Regions from separate parts of the Sus scrofa genome. Here region 1 is linked to region 2. The links are chromatin contacts, called in public HiChIP or PLAC-seq maps. All regions are on one chromosome and are shown on one strand. The core of a region is the stretch at or near the end of the contact, and the rest is flanking DNA. Distances in the headings are between cores, read along the strand shown. Region 1 holds the start of CSF3 (colony stimulating factor 3 (granulocyte)). Region 2 holds the start of RAPGEFL1 (rap guanine nucleotide exchange factor-like 1).

What was found. HiChIP or PLAC-seq counts read pairs in DNA pulled down with a chosen protein or histone mark.
Region 1: an H3K27ac HiChIP or PLAC-seq map of skeletal muscle shows a contact between it and region 2. The contact joins the promoter of CSF3 here to the promoter of RAPGEFL1 in region 2. A contact is called at or near these places in 1 of 5 promoter capture datasets (fetal liver), 8 of 47 Hi-C or Micro-C datasets (adipose tissue, alveolar macrophages, embryonic fibroblasts and 4 more) and 2 of 2 datasets of contacts at active chromatin or transcription factors (alveolar macrophages and skeletal muscle).

Annotation. Positions count from the first base shown.
Region 1 is chr12:22,334,667-22,337,366 of Sscrofa11.1, forward strand. It overlaps CSF3 (colony stimulating factor 3 (granulocyte)), which reads right to left and starts at 1,283. Exons shown (of 5, transcript NM_213842.1): 1 at 1,132-1,283; 2 at 852-1,006; 3 at 364-471; 4 at 131-277. The coding sequence starts at 1,144.
Region 2 is chr12:22,194,408-22,197,107 of Sscrofa11.1, forward strand. It overlaps RAPGEFL1 (rap guanine nucleotide exchange factor-like 1), which reads right to left and starts at 1,434. Exons shown (of 11, transcript XR_002337116.1): 1 at 520-1,434.

The sequences.
Region 1 (2,700 bases), core at 33-2,532, 140 kb after region 2:
TGCCCCTCCCAGCCCTGCAAGGCTCCTGCCCCAGCCCTAAAGAACCCCGGGATCCCCGGGCTGGCAGCACGGCCTTTGAAGACCATCTGGGTCCAGGCCCCCAATGCTTGCTGCTCCCAGAGAGACTCACCTGCAGCCAGATGTTGGTGGCTAAGTCGGTGACATCCAGCTGCAGTATGTCCAGGGCGGGGGCCAGCTCTGGGGAGATGCCCGCCAGGGCCTGCAGGAGGCCCTGGTAGAGGACGAGGCCGCCATGCAGTTGGTTCAGGCAGCCAGTCTGGGGGGATGGGGAGGAGTCAGGGGGTGTTCCTTCCAGATCACCTTTCCTACCCCCTCACCTCCCTTCTCCCCTCCGGAACTCACCAGCTGCAGGGCCTGGCTGGAGCAGCTGCTCAGGGAAGCCTGGGGGAGGCCCAGAGAGTGCCCGAGCAGCACCAGCTCCTGGGGGTGGCACAGCTTGTGGGTGGCACACTGGGGGCGGGAAGGATGCCGAGTGAGGGGGGCTGACAGGGCTGGGCTGTCCTCCCTTCCGAGCGCCCCCATCTCTCTGAGGTCTTTTCCTCCTTCCACCTCCCACCAGGCTTCTTGCTCCCCTTCCTCCGTCCACTCCGCAGCCAGCCCCTCCCAGCACTGTCCCCAAGAAGTTCTCCCCCGCCCCCAGCTCTGTGCCAGTGCCCAGGGCTCCACCTCTCCTTGCCAGTCCATTACCCCCAGTCTCTCCTCTCCCAATCTGGAGGCATTCTTTCCCAAGGGTCCCTTCGCCTCCTTCTCCCCCAACCTCTCCTCTGTGCCCCCTCCTGCAGCACCTCTGTCCCCTCCCTGACCCTCCGCTGCCGGCCTCCCTCACTCACCAGCCTCTCCTGCAGCTCGGCGCCATCAGCCTGGATTTTCCTCACTTGCTCTAAGCACTTGAGCAGGAAGCTCTGGGGCAGGGAGCTGGCAGGGCTGAGAGGGGCGGCTTCGGGCACCATCCAGAGTGCAATGTGCCAGAGCAGCAGCTGCAGGGCTGGGAGCAGACAGGGGCTCAGGGAACGTGCCGTCCACTCCACCTGAGTCCCTTTCCAGGATCCTAGGGACCCCCAGTCCTCTGCCCCTCTGCCCCTCCCCACGTCCAGGGCCCCGGACACTCACCCATCAGCTTCATGGGGCTCTGGGCAGCAGGCTCAGCCGAGGGTCTGGGTGGGTCTGTAGGTTCTGGGTTCTGTCAGGGACCAGATCTGGGGGCCTTTATACATAAGCCCATGGAGGCCTGGGAGGAAATTACCTGGTGCCGCGACTAAGGCTTAGTAATAACTTCCCAAGACTTATGCAAATTTGTTGTCCAGGACAATGCAGGGCGGTTGGGGCAAAACAAAAAAAAAAAACTGTTTGCGAAAGTTTTGTGAAATTGTGGAATCTCTGATTCTTCTTTGACGTCTGGTCCCCCTCGGACTCCCTTCCTCCCCTAGCCCCACCCAGGCCTGCATTGCCCCAGGGTGTTTGAACCGCTAAACAAAAGCTGAGCCAGTGATAGAGGCCTTGGGGGCTGGAGTAAGGTCAGAACTCAGGGCAGAGGCAGGCCTCCCTCCCTCCCCGGCACATGTCCCCATGAAGCCCCCTTTGCCACTCTCTCTTGGGATTCTCAAGCCACCTGCTCCCTCAGCCCCAGCTCTGAGAAGGAAGAAGCTAGGTGCTCCCGTTTCTATCCCCCAAATTCCCAGGCACCTGCCTCCCTGAGTGCCCTTCGGAGGGGCTGGAGCCTGAGATAAGGACATGGGGGTCTTGCCTCCTGTCCCCAGCCCACACTGTGATAGGCACCATCCCAGGTTCCTGTTCTGAACTGGGTAGCTGGGAACTCCCCAATCCCCCCCATGACTCATTCCTTTAAGCCCCCGGAATCCTGGCAGAGACTGGAGGAAACCGGATGACTGTCCTGATGAAGCAAGACCCTTCGAGCCTCTTAGTTCACCTGACCTTGCCCTTCCTCCTCCTCCCCCCGCACTACCCCTCCCCCGACAATGTCCTAGTGCTTTGGGGCTTGAGGATCTGGGATATGGGGCTTCCCTGGCCAGGTTCACTGCCAGCCAGAGTATGGGTGCTGTCCTGAGCAGAGAAGGGTGAGAAAGAAGAAAGTGCCTGGCTTCAAACTGGAGAACCATGCACTGTGAGCGCTGGAAGGGACTTTGGAGTTCGTTCCAACCCTGTGAACTGGGCCAGTGAGGGCAGAGCCTTGCCCAAGGTCATGGGCAGCAGAGTCAGAGTTATAACCTGGACCTCTGCCTGGCGCCTGAGAGTTTTCCACAGGCCATGGGGCCTACCTGGGGAAGTCTGACCAACTGCACTCAAGGCTGTCACTTTCTGTCCCAATTTACCCTACAAGGTGCCAGAACAGTGAGCCTTTGGATGAGGAGTGGGTGTGTCTGACTGGGCCAGGCCATCTCTGCGGAGACGGGGCCCCCTGGTGGCCACAACGGGAAGGGACGTCACCGGCTAATCCAGTCATTTCTTGCCTCTGGTCCCCTGGCCTGCAGGGTGGCCTTGGCCCCCAACAACACCTTAGGTTAGGCAACTGGCTACCAGGCCCCGACTGAGCCCATCCCTGGGCCCAGCTCCATGGGAATATAGGGGCGGGTTTAACAGAACCGTGAGGGGCCTCCTCTCCCTCCCAAGAACCTCCAGAGGACAACCCTGCTCCAGACATTATATCAGGCACACTCTATA
Region 2 (2,700 bases), core at 184-2,683:
GCACCTTGGGCCCCATGCCTGTCTGGCACTGCCCCCCCACCCGCACCCTGAGTGGGCCAGCCCTCTGCTCTGGGGCTTCTAAACAGAACTGGGGACTCCTGGAAGGTCTTTCAGGGCTTGGCCACCTCTAGGGGGCCACACTGACTGGTCTGGGCAGCGTCCATCTTAGCATGTCAGGCCCGAATTTGGGGCCACAGAAGGACGCAGTCAACATCAGGGACCTAGGAAGGGCTGGATAAGATGTCCGGGGGAGAGGAGAGGTGGCTTAAGGAGAGAAAGAGGTTCAGCTTCTTCCCCAGCCACTGGCTGAAGCTGCTACAGGGAGGAAGGTGGCACTGCCACTTCTCCACTGCAGAAGGGTCTGTCCCTCCCGTAGGCCCCTAGCCCACTTCAGCTGACCAGACCACTCAACCCCACACCGAGGCTCCGCGCAGCGCCACCCCCACTCTCCAAGGGCAAGGAAGAGCAACCAGGGGACGACCCCCTACTGGGGGATGGATGAGCTGGCCGACTCCTTACCTGAGGCAGCGCTGTCCCTGGTGGCCCCTCCAGCCAGCCGCTCCAGAACCCGGTTCAGAAGATGCTCCGGCCGCTCGGGGGCGCCCAGGGGGGCCCAGGGTGGGGAAGGCAGGGGCTCGCCCGGGGACAGCTCATCTGAGGAGTACGAGGAAGGGGAGCGCAGGGCCCCCCCTCCCCCGAGCGGTCCGGGCCCTGGCACCTCCTCTAGCTGCAGCCAACAGGGCCCCCTGCTGCTGAGCTCCTCCGCGACCCCCGCCAGCTCGCCCCCGTCCTCCTCAGGGGGCGGCTCCAGCCCCGGCTCGGCGGGGGGCTCCCGGAGGAAAGCTGGGAGCAGCAGGCGAGACACGCTCTGACGCCGCTGCAGTGGCCGCGGTCCCCCGGTTGGACCGCCGCCCCCGCCAGGTCCCCCACCCCCTCCAGGCCCGCCGCAGCTACCCGGACCCCCGCCGGGACCTCCCGCCACCGTTCGCCCCGCCAGCTGCGACGTCTGCTTCTTCAGAAATTTCTCCAGCGGCTTCATGCCCCCCCCCCGCCCCTCTCCTCGGGGCCGCCGGAGGACCCAGGTGTCCCAGGCGCGGGCGGGGGGGGGGCGGGGACACGATGCTCAGAGCCGGAGGGGCAGAGCGGAGGGCCGTGCCAGGCGCCGGACTGGGGGCAGAGGTGCCCGAGGCTCGCTGGCCGGAGTCCAGTGGCCAGGGGCCGGAGGGGGTGCCAGAGGGAAGGAGTGCCTGCTCTTAGTGGCCCCCCATGCCGGCTGCAGCGCACGCGGCCCGAAGGGTGGGTAGGCTGCGGGGCCGGTGCCCCTCGCTCTACGCTCCGGAGCCGGGCTGCGGCGGCAAAGGCAGCGGGTGGTGCGCAACGCTGAGAAGACGCGGCGGTGGCGGCGGCGGCGGCAGCGGCGGCGGCGGCTGTGCTCCTGACCGGGGGGAAGGTGGCAGAACTGAGGCCGCGCCCCCTCCTTCAGTCCCCGCCCAGTCCCCGCCCCCGCCCTTCATGGGCCCGCCCCCTAGGCCGCGCGAGGCTTGAACTTGGGCGCAGGGGCTGACAGCGAGGGAAACAGTAAGGGGCTGAATGGGATTAGACTCGGGGCAGATCCAGACGTTCAGGGCAAAGGGGAGGGAGTAATTTACCCACTGAAAGGGGGTTCCTGGCTTGAGGCCTACGAGGACTCTTGGTATCATTGCAAAGAACCAGGCCACACACTTTGCTTGACTCACCTACCTGTATTCGGGTGGGGCCTCCAAAAATTGCTGATTGGTTGTCCATCACTCTGGATCTTGATAATGTACTCTTGTTGCCATACTCTGAGGAATATGTGGTTTTTATCTTCCTTCTGTTAGAAGGGCTGGAAAGGCCTCGGGTGAACTGGCATTGAAACCTGAGGCAGTACTCATCTGCCCTTTCTGGTAGGGCACAATAGGTGGTGAGGGCCTGGCCTGTGAGAGGCAGGTACTGGCAGGCAGGTAGGAGCCAGGCTGGGAGCCGCAGGTTGTGGCAGGTCTAATTGGGGTGAGGAGAAGAGACAGTAGGCAAAGGGGGAGGAGACCAGGAGCACAAGGGCACCTGAGCCTAGCTGGCAGCAGGAGGAAGCAGAGCCCTAGAGATGGTTGACAAGCTCCAGAACTGCCAACTAACACCATCCAGCATAGAGAGCGAGCCCATCCAGAGATGACATAACCACAGAGTGAGGAAAGTAATACCAAATTTGCTCTCCAAGTAATCTTATTCCTGATGCCTATGCCCAGAGCATTCTGCCCCTAAGGGCACACCGTTCCAGAAGGAGGGTGGTAGAGAGACATGCTCAGTGTAAGCACATCAAGGTTAAGGTAACAAGGTGGGGAGTGGCACCAGGCACCAGATGGGTTGAGGCTCCTTGGCCAATGCCCCACCCCTGTTTACTGTGCACCAACCAGGCAGCAACAGGAATGTTAAAGGCTGGGAGTGGTGGTGGAACTGAACAGGGTGTGTGCCATGCACGTGTGTCACTGTGTGTACCTATCTGGTCCTATGTGTGCAAGAGCATGTCTTCATAGAAATAAAGCTTTGCACACCCATCTGTTTGTGGATTTGCAAAAAAGAACAGTTAAAAAGGAGAAAGCACACTTTTGGCTAAAAAGCTGGACTAGAGAGCCGAGTATTTGTTTCCTGGGTTCTCATTATTGGATACCCCAATATCTTTGG